2 separate regions of the Mus musculus genome follow, and region 2 is linked to region 1. Evidence: chromatin contacts called from public HiChIP or PLAC-seq data. All regions are on one chromosome and are shown on one strand. Each heading gives the region's core, a stretch centred on a gene start, on an enhancer-like site or on the middle of the called end of the contact. The rest is flanking DNA. Distances are from core to core; before and after follow the strand shown.

What was found. HiChIP or PLAC-seq counts read pairs in DNA pulled down with a chosen protein or histone mark.
Region 2: an H3K4me3 HiChIP or PLAC-seq map of bone marrow-derived macrophages shows a contact between it and region 1, with 2.4 times the contacts expected there. The contact joins the enhancer-like site here to the promoter of Ccz1 in region 1. A contact is called at or near these places in 2 of 39 promoter capture datasets (3T3-L1-derived adipocytes and maxillary cranial neural crest), 4 of 115 datasets of contacts at active chromatin or transcription factors (the 230-238 cell line, bone marrow-derived macrophages, forebrain and 1 more) and 3 of 9 other capture datasets (adipose tissue, liver and pancreatic islet).

The regions. Positions count from the first base shown.
Region 1 is chr5:144,009,952-144,016,739 of GRCm38.p6, forward strand. Ccz1 (CCZ1 vacuolar protein trafficking and biogenesis associated) reads right to left here and starts at 4,902. Exons shown (of 15, transcript NM_177682.3): 1 at 4,748-4,902; 2 at 3,043-3,140; 3 at 2,852-2,945; 4 at 1,501-1,578; 5 at 1,080-1,127. The coding sequence starts at 4,861. Gm24311 (a small nuclear RNA gene) reads left to right here and starts at 4,047; the gene lies at 4,047-4,150. It overlaps Gm33427 (a long non-coding RNA gene), which reads left to right and starts at 5,208. Exons shown (of 2, transcript XR_377194.2): 1 at 5,208-6,025; 2 at 6,744-6,788.
Region 2 is chr5:144,125,200-144,132,051 of GRCm38.p6, forward strand. Lmtk2 (lemur tyrosine kinase 2) reads left to right here. Exons shown (of 14, transcript NM_001081109.2): 2 at 4,154-4,278. Among named protein-coding and RNA genes, the nearest start is that of Lmtk2, 28 kb to the left of the region's middle. Within about 2 kb of position 1,417, at least 104 of the 459 cell types and tissues checked have an H3K27ac peak or open chromatin away from gene starts, as enhancers often do. A contact at or near this core is called in the 230-238 cell line, bone marrow-derived macrophages and memory CD8 T cells, where this site is marked.

The DNA.
Region 1 (6,788 bases), core at 3,652-6,151:
AACTTATCCTCAGATGAAGTGGACAGACCCTAATTTTAGTTTTTTTTTTTTTTTTTTTTTTTTTTGAGACAGGGTTTCTCTGTGTAGTCCCTGGCTGTCCTGGAACTCACTTTGTAGACCAGGCTGGCCTCGAACTCAGAAATCCGCCTGCCTCTGCCTCCCGAGTGCTGGGATTAAAGGCGTGCGCCACCACCGCCCGGCAGACCCTAATTTTAAAGAGAAGCCAGCCCAGTCAGATCCTGCATGTCTTTTACCAGTGTGTACCAGATTAAATATAGGGTCTCACCCTCAGCAAAGAAACATCTCCTTGCAAGAGATGGAGACCATTACAGAAAACCATGGCTGATCAAAATGCAGAAAAGAAATGATTCTGTGATACAACTGATGTAACTACAACACAGTTCCTGTACCCAAGGCTCAAGATCACAGCGGAAGAGGAGGAAGAGGAAGAGGAGGAGGAGGAGGAAGAGGAGGAAGAGGAGGAAGAAGAGGAGGAGGAGGAGGAAGAGGAAAGGAAGAGTCTAGGGGCCAGAGGAACAGGGAGTTTGCTGTGAGACTGCATCTCCTACAAATGTCAGAGAAGCTCTATCCGTGAAATCTCATCAACACGGTTGCCCAAACTAGACCTGAACACGGACCACACGAAGAGACATGTTGACATGGAAGAGAGAAATCTCTTGGGGCTCAGCCCTAGATTAAAGACTACGGGAAAACAAGAAATGTGGAGAGGGGATGCATAACCTTCTCCTACCAAGGGTTATTCAGTACCAAGTGGTCAACTCAGACATACACGGAACGTCATATGGACTGAGCAGGTTATATACAGTTAGGTATATATACACACATGTAGATTCATACATACATACAAACATACATATGATTTTTAAAAAGAGGCCATGAGAGAATGGGGGAGGGGTACATGGGAGGATGCGGAAGGTCAAAAGAGAAGGAGGAAACAATGTAATTATATTTTAACTTCAAAAAAATAAAATAAAAGATGTTTAAAAAGAATACACGTGTAACACATGCCCTCTGAGGCCCTCGCAGTGAGGCACAGGCAGAGCAGAGCGCAGGCTTACCTTGTACATGCTGTAGCACTGCTGCAGCACTGAGCTGTACACCTTGTCCTACAAACAAGAAAACAGCAGGCATCTCACCGGGCCCCAGGCACAGCAACAGGACCACTCTTGGCCAAGGCTCATGATTACTATAAACTTGGTCCTACGGTAGCTGTACGCTGAAATCACAGGTATTTAAATTCAAATTTACAAACCAATAAGCCTCTTTTAGAAGGGCTTTATATTATACACAGGTGACCAGTGGAAGGTATCAATAAGACAGGCACTGAAGTATTTTTAGAGGATTATGTGAAAGTAAGCAATAAACATAAAACCTTTCTATGAAGCCCAAGAAGGCTCCTAAAGCTACTTAGGTTAAATGCATGTTATGTGACATCTCCAGGAGCATCCTAAGAGCACAGGATAAGAAACTGCACATTACCAACAGCTCCTCCTCTTGGTACTCCACTACCGCCTTGCCATCTTTACTTTGCTTCTCGATGATAGGATTCCGAACAACCTATGAAGTTTGATAAACAGAAATTAATAATGATGTGACCGGATGTTTTAAACCTTCTTTTAATTTTAAAAATCTGGGTAGGACTGGGAATATCGCTCAATAGTAGAATGTTTGCCCAGCCGTGCTTGGGTTCTAACTCTAGCAATAAAATATATAAACAAGTGCCAGCCAGATGCACACATGTGATCCCAGCAATTGGCAGAAAGATCTGAGTTTAAGGCCTGCCTGGTCTACAGGGAGAATTCCAGGACTGCCAGGACTACACAGAGAAACATTATCTCACAAAACAAAACAAACAAAAAGAAAGATGGCTCCTCAGGTAAAGGCTTTCGTCTGTCTGCCAGGCTGATGACCTGGAGTTCAATACCTAGGATCAACACGGTGGGAGTAGAGAACGCTCTCAAGTTGCCTTCCACATCCCCCCAAGCCCCCAGCCAAAACAAATAAATAAAATAAAAACAAAAAATATAGATAAATAAATTATCAGGAGGACTGGGAGATGACACAAGGGCTTGAATTAGATTTCTAGCACCCAGGAGACAGAAATAGGTGGATCTACAAAGAGAGTTCCAGGCCAGCCAGGGCTATACAGTGAGATCCTGCCAACAAACAAACAAACAAATGTGGGTATGGTAGCACAATCCTAGCATTAGGGAGTCAGAGACATGGATTCCTGGAGCTTGCTGACCAACTAGGCAACCATAATTGGCTCTCTCAGACTTCTGTGAGATATCTTGCTCAGAAATCCAGATGGACTCCTGAGGAATGGCATTCAAGGTTGCCATACATAAGGCACACAATCGTCATTTCCATCCCCTCTATCACACATAAATACCCAAAAATTATTGAACGTGTTATACTAGACATAAAATTTCTTTTGTTTGTGGTGTCTATTCAAAAACCCAGGCAGGCGTTCTACTATTGAGCTCCATTTGTAGGCATAAAGTTTTTTTTCTTTCTTTCTTCCTGTTTGTTTGGTTTGGTTTGGTTTGTTTTTTTTTTTTGAAACAGGGTTTCTCAGTCTACCCCTGGCTGTCCTGGAGTTGGCTCTGCAGACCAGGCTGGCCTGGAAGTCATAGAGATCCACTTACCTCTGCCTCCTGAGTGCTGGAATCAAAGGTATGCATCACCATTGCCTGGCCAGAACGTTTCTTAAAATTTAGCCCCAATCTTAATAACCATTTTGATTTTGAAATTGCAACCAATTTCAGTGTTTCCTAAGAATAAGAGCCCCAGAGCTGTTACTGTGAACTGTTACTGAGTATATAAATACCATAACCATCCAGAAATTTTCTTCTGGTTCATTGAAGAACTGTCTGTTCTTCTGTGTGTGTAAAGATTTTGCAGGTTTCGATGGGCTAAAAGTCCTAGTGGGAAAAAAGTTTTAAAAACATGGTTTAAATATGGTGTAAATTGAAAGAATTCACCAGTCTTTACAAACAAAAAATATATGTAAACTATTACCTTGTAAACTGTACAATTGCTTCACATAATCCAACATTTCTAATTTTTTCATTCTTTTCTACTTCATTTGGATGGTAAAACAGAATTTTATTTTCTTCCTAACACAGAAAGAAAACAGAAACACAGCATTAATGTCAGGATTTATTCATCTTAACTCTGAAAGTGTTGAGTTTAACATCCAACTCTCCGATCATAGAGGCTAAGGACAACACCTAAAAATGTCTTTAGAAAACCAGGAATGGTTGGGTCTGGTGGCACACGTCACGAATCCCAGCACTCTGGAGGCAGAGATAGGAGAGTCTCTGAGTTGGAGGCCAGCCTGGTCTACAGAGTGAGTTCCAGGACAGCCAGGGCTACACAGAGAAACCCTGTATTGATGGGAAAAAACAAAAAACAAAAAGCACCTCCAAAAAACAAAATTCATTGTGATTTTGTAACTACTGCAAGCCATCAGTGTAAGAGGTAATTGTGATATTCACCAAATCACATCTCATCAGTAGGACAAGATGAAAGTCTCAGATTTCTTCCCATGTGTCAGAAACCCTCACAAGGAAGATGCAGGTGTGCGCGTGTACAAGAATACAGGATCCACAATTGCACCAAGTTGGTTCGGGAGCACTTGGGCTGACAGCCTCTAAATAGGGCTTTTTTTTTTTAAGATTTATTTATTTATTTATTTATTTATTTATTATATGTAAGTACTTATTTATTTATTTATTTATTTATTTATTTATTATATGTAAGTACACTGTAGCTGTCTTCAGACACACCAGAAGAGGGCATCAGATCTCATTACGGGTGGTTGTGAGCCACCATGTGGTTGCTGGGATTTGAACTTCGGACCTTCAGAAGAGCAGTCGGGTGCTCTTACCCACTGAGCCATCTCACCAGCCCCTAAATAGGGCTTTGATCTGCTTGCAACAAAACACAGTTCTAGGCATGTTTTGAGGAAGTTGCCACTGTCAACTCGGAGTAAAAAAAAACGCTTATAACTTCGATTTTGGGTGCTCCCTTCGGCAGCACATATACTAAAATTGGAATGATACAGAGATTAGCATGGCCCCTGTGCAAGGATGACACTCAAATTCGTGAAGCGTTCCATTTTTTTCCAACGTTTATCCTAGACACAGTGAAAAACTATTTCATTCTAATGTTTACCCTAGATAGAATGATTCTACTAGAGTTCGACTATGATACCTGAATATACACCTAAAGCACTCTTAACTCCTACCATCACAGAAATGCTTGCACATAAATCTTTATTGCTACATTAATGACATTAGCCACAAGCTGGAACCAGCATAGATATCAACCAAACAGTTTAGTGGATAGAAATGTGTTAAAACACAATGAGATTTTAGTTAGCCGGAAGGAAAAATAAAGTAACAGTAACATTTCCAGAAAACAAAACATCAATTTTGGGGAAAACAAGAAAAAAGAAAAAATTAACTTTGTGAAGCGCCTCCAAGTTTTTAGTTTTGTTTCATTTTCCCTCTTTTGGGAGCTCTGTCCTACCAATCTGGCTCCACCTTTGCAATCGAAGATTCCAAGAGAGGAGTCAAGTTCGATCTTAATTGCCCAGACCTGACGCGATGGGAAAGACTTTCAAGCCGGGCGGAGGGATTAACCTGGGACCTCCGTTGCCAGGACGGGCTGCGGCATCAGGGGCCGGGCACGGAGCAGGCTCGCGGCCCCTTCGGCTTACCTCTCCCTCGCGCGGCCCGAAACGGGGGTTGTAGATGAAGAAGCTCAGCAGCGCTGGCGGGAACTGCTTCTCCTGGGCCGCCCAAGCACCCGGCCCGGCCGCGGCTGCCGCCATCCCGGCCCGGCCCCCGTTTCGGGAGGCTCCCCTCCGCCCGCTCCGAGGCAGCAGCCTTAGGGAACACCGCACTTCCGCCTCGCTAGCCGGCGGCCCGGAAGAGCTCGAAACTGACCCAGAAGAAAAACCTGCAGTGCCCAGTCCCTCTCTGATAGGTCCGTGTGGAACCAGTTCCCTCGTGTTTATTGGGCTGGAGTGTTTTCAATTATATCAGCTCTCAGCTGGCTGTCATGGCTAAAGGCGAAGACCACGAATTTCAAGAGAAATGTAACAATGGATTGGGGTGGGGGGGGTGTTGTTTCTTTTCTTTTGTTTGTTTGTTTGTTTGTTTGTTTGGATAGGGGTTCACTATGTACACCAGGTTGGCCTCTAACTCACAGAGATCCTCATGCCTCAGCCTCCTGGGTGCTGGCATTAAAGGCGTCATGGATACGGTATTTTTTAAGTGTGAAAAAACGTTTAGGGGAACACATTTTTCTTGAAGGTAGCCAGTTTACATCTGTTGTTGGTTGGTTTTTGGTTTTGTTGTTGTTGTTGTTGTTGTTGTTGTTGTTGTTGTTTTACATTTATTTATTTGTCCTCCAGGGAGGGGGATGTCCTGGCACGTGTATGAAGGTCAGAGGACAACTTGTTGAAATTGCTTCTCCCCTTCAGCACCACATAAACTGGGTGTGGCTGGCACGCCCTGGTGTGGTGGAGGCAGGAGGATCATAAGTCAAGGTCAACCTCGAATATATAGCACTTTTACTTACATCAATTATAAGCAATGGACTATAAGCAAAAGCAAAAATGTCCAAATTTACCTTGCCACAGAACTGGAGAGATGGTTCTACAATTAAGAGCACTGGCTGCTTTCACTAAGGACCTGGATTTAGTTCCAGCTCATAATGGCCAATAACTCCAGCTGCAGGGCATCTGATGCCTCTTTTGGCCTCTGTGGGCACTTGCTCAAATGTGGCACACATAAATTCATGCAAGCACACATATACGTATAAAATAAATCAATCCTTTTTTTTTTAATCTACCCTATCACCAACAAAGCTGATTTTCTTGGAACAAGTGAAAACCTGTAAATCTATAGTCTTCTCAGTGAATAAATCAACAGGCCTAGTGGAAAATATCCTGTCGATTCAGATTTCATCTGTCTTCTAAAGTGTTTGTGAGGTAATCCTATACCCTAGCCGTTACAGAAGAGATACGGGGTAGGTTTTTGCTTGAAATTGGATTCGTGAGCAGTCGTTTACGCAACACTAAACTGTAGTTGCTACACAGAACTATGTAAGCATGCAAATCGACAAGTGTTTCCCATACGTGCTTCATTTTCATTTTGATACAGAAAGAACTATTTTGAAAATCTATAGGTTCTCTAGGCATGGGGGCACAGGCGCTCAGGGTGTTGAAACAGGTGCATTACCAGCTATAAGATAGTCTGAGCTACAGAATGAGTCCCTGTCTCAAAAACAGTTTTGTTGTTCCTATAAGCAAATAAATCAGGGTCTCACATAGCCTGGCTTCAGGATCGATATGTAGTCAGGAATGGCCTTGAATTCCTGATCCTGATGTTTTGACTTCCAAATTCTGGGATTTCCAATGTGCACCACCAGACTCAACCATTAAGCCACCCACAAAGCTGGCTTTAGTGTCAAGTCCATTTAATCCCAAACTACTTCACCAAGCTACAAGCTAAGACTGTAGTTAGATTTAAAAAAAAAATAGTTCAAATTAAAGCCAGTGTTGCAGCCTTATTTTATAAACAAGCAAGACGAAAATAAAAAGAGACTTAGTTTTTCAGTTATGGAAAACATATTGCAATCTAGACCTTCATTTTAAAGTCACAATATTCCACTCCATGCTGAGAACATATTTTGTTGGTCATTTGCAGAGCTGGTGGAAATAGTCAAGTCTAGCATGAAAACAAAGCTCTTTG
Region 2 (6,852 bases), core at 167-2,666, 110 kb after region 1:
CTCCATAGGTGCACCCCACACATACACACACACAGTTTGTGCATAGACAACTGTGGTTGGTTTGTTTTAAAGACACTCATTGGTTCCTCAAGCTAGACTTGGGTGGGATAATTTGTTTGACTGTTGTTGATGCCCTTCCTGGGTGGTAAACAGACATTGTCACAGCATCTAGCCTGCCCTTCTTTAACTCTAGCTACCAGTTAACCACCTGGCAAATGGGAGGACATTCTCCTTACACAAATATGTCAGCTGGGAACCAAAGAGGAATGACACAGAGAGAGAATCAATGGTGTGTGAGCCCCAAGGGATTTGAACATTGGTCATCAATTTCTTTTTACCAGGCGAGTCTCTAGTTAATTACACACGCACACAGGTTTCATTGGAGGTTCTGGGGACCATGCTCAGATAATTGGCTGGATTTATAATGGCTAAATTAATAGGCAGCTAGCAGCTCCTGACCCACTATGAGTCATTACTGGGAAATTACCACCCTTTCCAAATTACCTGTCTCTAAAGCAAATAGCATCTACCTACCTACCTCGTAGAGTTCCCCAAGTTTTCTGCTTAGTAAGTCAAGTACTAGATAGATAGCTATTAGAGGGCTCTGAAAACTGGAATCAAAATGCAGTGGAATGTGCTCTTGGGGTGCCAGGTGTTTTTAAATTGTGTCTCGGGAGAAGCATATTAAGTGACCCAAGCCCCTCATTATCTTCCTCCTCCTCTGTGGAGCCTGAGGAGCTGTCTGAGGGCATGGTGACAGGCTGTCACTGTGGATGTTTTTCTGTAGCAGACGATTGCTTTGTCTTATGCATTTCTGAATGCTGGAGGCAAAGCCTGTTAAAGAGAAACTGGCTTCATAGTGTCCCGACAGTTGCAGCCAGGAGTCTTTCTGAGTCTGGCTTTCTGGTTTAACCACAGAGCTGGGGATTTCAGTTGTGGTTCCTGCTTCTAGAATTTACTTCCTTTCTGTGGTTTGAGCAAACCCAGCTCACCTTCCAGTCTGTGGCTTCATTTCCTCATTTTATAGGAGTTTTTCCTTCACTAGTGTAAGGAGGAAGGCCTGAAATCCCGAGACTCTACATAACAAGCGATGTACAGCGGTGTACCGCTGTAGTCCCAGGAACGGCAAGTCAGGGCTGGAGACTGTTCCTGCAACCCTCAGCCAGCTAGCCTGGCCTACATGGTGAGGTTCTAGAACAGCGAGAGATCTGAGGACCACCACCACCTGACACTGTCCTCCCATATGCACTCAAGTATGTACACTGGCATACATTTGTGCACCTGCCGTTGTGAACATGTACACACACACACACACACACACACCCCAAAAGGGCCAGAGGAGGAAAACAAAACAAAGTACATAAGAAGGTAGGGCTGAGCTTGGCAGGACTCATTGTTAGCATGAGTATGTCTTCTCATGCCAGCCTAATGACTCACAGAAGACCAAGTTGTGAATCAGATCATTGGGCCAGCCTTCAGGCAGCCCTGTGATCCATTTTTATAAGAAATAGGTTAGTGCTTGAAAATTAAACAAACAATTACAGTAAAAGACAGGAAAGGAAATGATATTACCTTTGTAGAGTTTGGAGAAGGGGCTTAGAAGCCCACGCTGCCCATGAGTGTAAATGGTAAACTATGGGGCCAGGTGTGGTGGCACATACCTAATTCTCACACAGAGGCAGGTGCAGCTCTGTGGGTTCCAGGCCAGCCAGGGCTATATACTGAGACAAAAGAATGAAAAAGTTAACCGCAGGAAGGCTTTAAAGCCGAGTTGTCTAGGGAGGGTGGGGAAATGTTCCTAACACCTGGCCACCAGAGCTGCTTTCCCACTACAGGCTCTGGGAATATCAGTTTTCCTTATCTGTGATGTGGAGCTGGTCCAGTTACATCAGGTGTTGTGCCAATCAGATGAAATAATGCTGCATTTTATCAAATCTCAGATACAATCAATTATAAGCTATACCTTTCCTTTTGTACCATTATAAGCAAAGAATGCTGCCAGTTAAATCAACTTGGTTTAAGTGTTATGCCCTTGACATTCAGAGAAGTTAAAATGTAGCGGCAAGCTGGATATAATGGTACACATCTATAATTCTAAACTGAGGACAGAGAATTGAAAGCTTGAGGTCAGCCTAGATTATATAGCAAGTTCCTGTCTAGACAAAAAGGGGAGGGGGCCCTGGGAAGATGGTTCAGCAACTAAAGCACTTGTCACTCAAGAAGGAAGCCTGGAGTTCAGGTCTCCTGAATCCATGTGAACACCAGGTGTGGGGCTGGCAATACTCGAGGTGGAGTAGGGGTGACTGGTCCTATCAATGAGCTCTGGGTTTGATTGAGAGTTCTGCTATGAAAGGATAAAATGTAAAAATGATTGAGCAAGATTGCTGACATTGGTCTCTGGCTTCCAGGAGCATATGTGCACATGCATACACATGGGGGAAAAGTGATGGACAAACCATGGTTTTAAAGTCAGTAAAATCTGACATTGGATATGAAAGCACTTGGTTATACAGTTCTCTAGGGTCACATTTGATCTTTATTGTATGCATCCAAGTGGAGTTATTAAAATTAAAATATGGTGGGCATGGAGAGATGGCTCAGTCAGTGAAGTGCTTCCTGAGTGAGCATGGAGGACCTGATTTGACCCGTAGCATCTGTGTACAGATGCCAGCTGCAGTGGTACCCAGACGCAGTCTTAGTGCTGGCATGGCAGAAACAGGTACATCACTGGGCTTGCTGAACAGCCATTCTAGAACTCAGTGGGATCCAGGTTCAGAGAGACGTGTCAAAAAAAAGTAAGGTGGAAAGCTGAGCAGGGCAGCACATTCTTTTAGTCTTGGCACTCAGTAGCTGGTGTATATTTTGGGGAGCTTGAAGTTAATCTGGTTGGTTTATAGTGAGTTCCAGGTCAGAAATGAAATCCTGATTGGAAAATATATACATATTTTATTTGTATGGGTGTAGACTGTGTGAATGCAGTGCCCTCAAGATTCTCCTGGAACTGGAGTTACAGGTGAATGTGAGCCTCCATTAGGACCTAGGAATCAAACCCAGATCCTATGGAAGAGAAGCTGGTGTCTTTAACCACTGAGCTGTCCCCCAAGCTCTTTACTAGATTCTAGACAAACCTTGGCTGATACACAGGTTCCCTGAAGTCTTCAGCCCACTCCTCAGCATCTCTGGTAAGAATGGGGCATCAGGGTTGCTTTATAGTGGGCTTTGGGGATAGCATTTGAAATGTAAATGAAAAAAATATCTAATAAAAAATGCCTTATTAAAAAAATAATGACTTTGAAGGTGGGGTTTTTTTTTTTTTTTTTTTTTTTTTTTTTTTTTTTTGGTTTTTCGAGACAGGGTTTCTATGTGTAGCCCTGGCTGTCCTGGAACTCACTCTGTAGACCAGGCTGGCCTTGAACTCCCGAGAAGATCTTTTGTCTGAAAAAAAAATTGACCTTGGTTATTAAAACAGAACTTAGTCTCTATTGGCAGTTCATTCAGGCCTCTCAGAACTTCATCAGTGGAATGCACTGGGCTTTGGATCTGCTCATAAGGCATAGAGGGAACACATGATGACTTGATGGTGACAAGACAGAGTTCACTCCACCAGGAACAAGTCATGTGTCTCTGATGTGCTACAAATGCAGGACCCGTGGCGTTTCCTCCTGTACTGTTTGAGATTCTCCCTAAATATCTCTCTTCTAGATTCTTCCCAAGTATCTGTAATCACTCCATAGTCTTGGGAACATCAGGCCACCCAAGTTAAAGGATGTACCACACATAACGGATCAGCACTCGCCAAAAGTGTCCGGAAGACTGAGAAACTGCCAGAAGTTGGAGGGGAGGCAATTCAAGGGTAGCCTGAGGCTCAGCTCAGCCTGTGGACCAGTCTTGCCCTAAGATTGGGAAAGCACCATGCCAATGTAAGATCTGAGCATTGGTGGAGCTCAGTGGAATGGCTGGGAACTGTCTCTGCAGTGCCTCTCGAAGTCTACTGTAGTTATAAGGTAGACAAAATGGGCTTGGCTTCTTCTAGAGTGCTTGAACAATATTTTTTTGTGAGTCCTCAGATCCATTCATATCCAGAATGTTGGTTCAGTTAATTAAAGTTGACTTGAGAATTACATGTTTTTAACATAATTTCTGTTTTTTGCAGGGGAAGTACCTGTTGTAGAAGTTCCCTCCTTGTTTGTGATCCTGTCGGTGTGCAGTTTATTGATACTGATAGTGTTAATTGCAAACTGTGTTTCCTGCTGTAAGGACCCAGAAATAGACTTTAAGGTGAGCACAGATGGCATGGACATTTAAAATTATCTGCTGGTTTTTAAGGTGAATGTGGATGTATGTGTTTGCACACGCGCATATAGGGGTATATATGGAAGCCAGACTACAAGCTCAAATTCAGTCTTCAGTAACCCTTGAGCCAGGGGTTTCACTGGCCTGGAGTTTGCGGAGTAGGGTAGACTGGCTGGCTGTCCGACCTCGGGGATCCTTCTTTTTCTACCTCCCTAGTGCTGGCCTTGCAACTACATCCAGCATTTTTACATGTGTTCTGGAGTTTGAACTCAGGTCCTCCTCATTGTACAAGGCAAGTAATTTACTGACTGAGCCATGTCCCTAGCCCTAAAATATCCTCTGACACATTTATCAATAGCATTTTTGTCGACCACATTCTCTTGGGAACAAGGGTCAACAGACTTTTCCTTTTCTTGTATATAGCAAAACATTGTGGTCCACACAGTCTCTGTCATAGCCTTCTCACCCTCCACCCTGCCATTGTCATGCTGTATCAATAACAGATGCTCTGTTTGTGCCAGTTTGATTGACAAAAGTAGGCAGTTTGGAATTGATCCATCAGGTGTAGCTTGCCGGCCTTACCTTAGGGAGTTGTGTGTGTGTGTGTGTGTGTGTGTGTGTGTGTGTGTACATATTGCATGTGTATGTACGAGTACTCTCCTGTGTATGTTCATGTACATATAGAGGCCAGAGGTCAACCTTACAGGTTGTTCTTTGGGAGGCATCCCAAGTTGTTTTCTTGAGACAGGGTCTTTCACTGGGACTGGAGCTCATGGGCAAGGCTAGGCTGGCCAGCCAGTGACACCAGGGATCCACCTGTTTAAACCTCCCCAGCAATGTGATTACAAGTGTGCATCACCATGTCCGGCTTTTTATATGGGTGCTAGGTACTGAACCCAGGTCCTCATGCTTGCACAACAAAGAGTTCACCATGGAGCTATCTCTCCAGCCTCCTTGGAGCCTCTCTCACAATAAGCACTTACTGGTAGTGTGTCTTACATTTTGTTTTTTTAAGATTTATTTATTTATTTATTAAATGTTAAGTACACTTCAGACACACCAGAAGAGGGCATCAGATCCCATTACAGATGGTTGTGAGCCACCATGTGGTTGTTGGAAATTGAACTCAGGACCTCTGGAAGAGCAGTCAGTGCTCTTAACCATCTCCCCAGCCCATGTCTTACATGTTTGTTTAAATGAGGAACGATGTGTGGTGATTGAGTTCATTGTTTATGGTCTGCACAGAAGGCCAGGCAGGGTTTGGCTTCTCTCAGGCTTTTGTATAGGCTGGCACATTTGTGATCATTACTTCACAAAAGCAAAGGGATTTCCTCAACAGTTTTTTATATGAGGAAGGACACCAGAAACCTCAAGTTTGACTCTAAACTTTAATTCCCTAAAGAGAGTAGCACTTGCTGCATAGACCATTTCCTACCTGCAGTCAGCATAAGAGGGTCTGGCATTGTAGCAGCAGATGGATGGGATCTACCAGCAAGCCAGTTGAGACTTCTCTAGAAATTACTGCCCATCTGTTGACACATTAAAGCCCCACAGCATTTGTTTAAAAGAGTGGATTAGCTGGGTATGGCTGCATGATTAACCGCAGCACATGGGAGGCTGAGGGAAGAGGGTTGCTAGTTGAAGGACAGCCTGTCTCAAAACACTTTCATGCCAGTACATTCTCTGTCTCCCCAGACCCTCTTGTGCTATTTTTATTGTGGCTTCTCTTTACTTGGAGTCTGTGGTGGCTCTGAGGAGATGGGGAAGTGCATTGCCCTCCTAGCTCAACACTCTGCCCTGCACAGAAAGCTAAATGCAGGGAGACCTGGAGGGACTCCTCAGCCCAGGCAACAGTCCGGCACTGGTGGCCTGTGGCCACCTGTGGGCTTTATGCATCAACACTCACCCCAGGCTCACATGGATGCACACATTTCTGTGGGAACGTCCTGACTTCTCCGTTGGGAGCACAACAATAGATAGAGAATCTAAAACCCCTGACCATCAGTCTTGCCAAAGGACTTTGCACAGAAACCTGGCCACTTGGGGACGGAGATAAAAGTCTGATGGGGTTGCTGATACCAAAGGCTGGCCCTTCTCATGTTTCTAGATACCCCATCCTTGCCTTAGATTGATCTGGGTTGTTGAATGTGAGTATCCACAAGGGAGCCAATTGTGAGGTAGCTCAGAGTCTGGGATTGTGCATCACTTTGCAGTTGCCCCTGACCGATGCAGGAGCTGCACTGCTTTGAGCTCTCCGGCTTTAGTCTGTGACTGAATGAGTAGTTATGGACAATGATGTGTGGGTTGGTTTCCTTTGGACTTAGAGTATGGGAGTTTCAGGGGTTGAGTGGCTCTAACAGAGACAGTGTACAGATCAGGAAGCCAGGTGCCTTATCTCAGGATTTCTTCTTCCCCCTCCTCCTCCCCCTCCTCCTCCCCCTCCTCCCCCTCCTCCTCCCCCTCCTCCCCCTCCTCCTCCTCTTCCTCCTCCTCGTCCTCATCGTGTGTGTGTGTGTGTGTGTGTGTGTGTGTGTGTGTGTGTGTGTGTGTGTATTACTA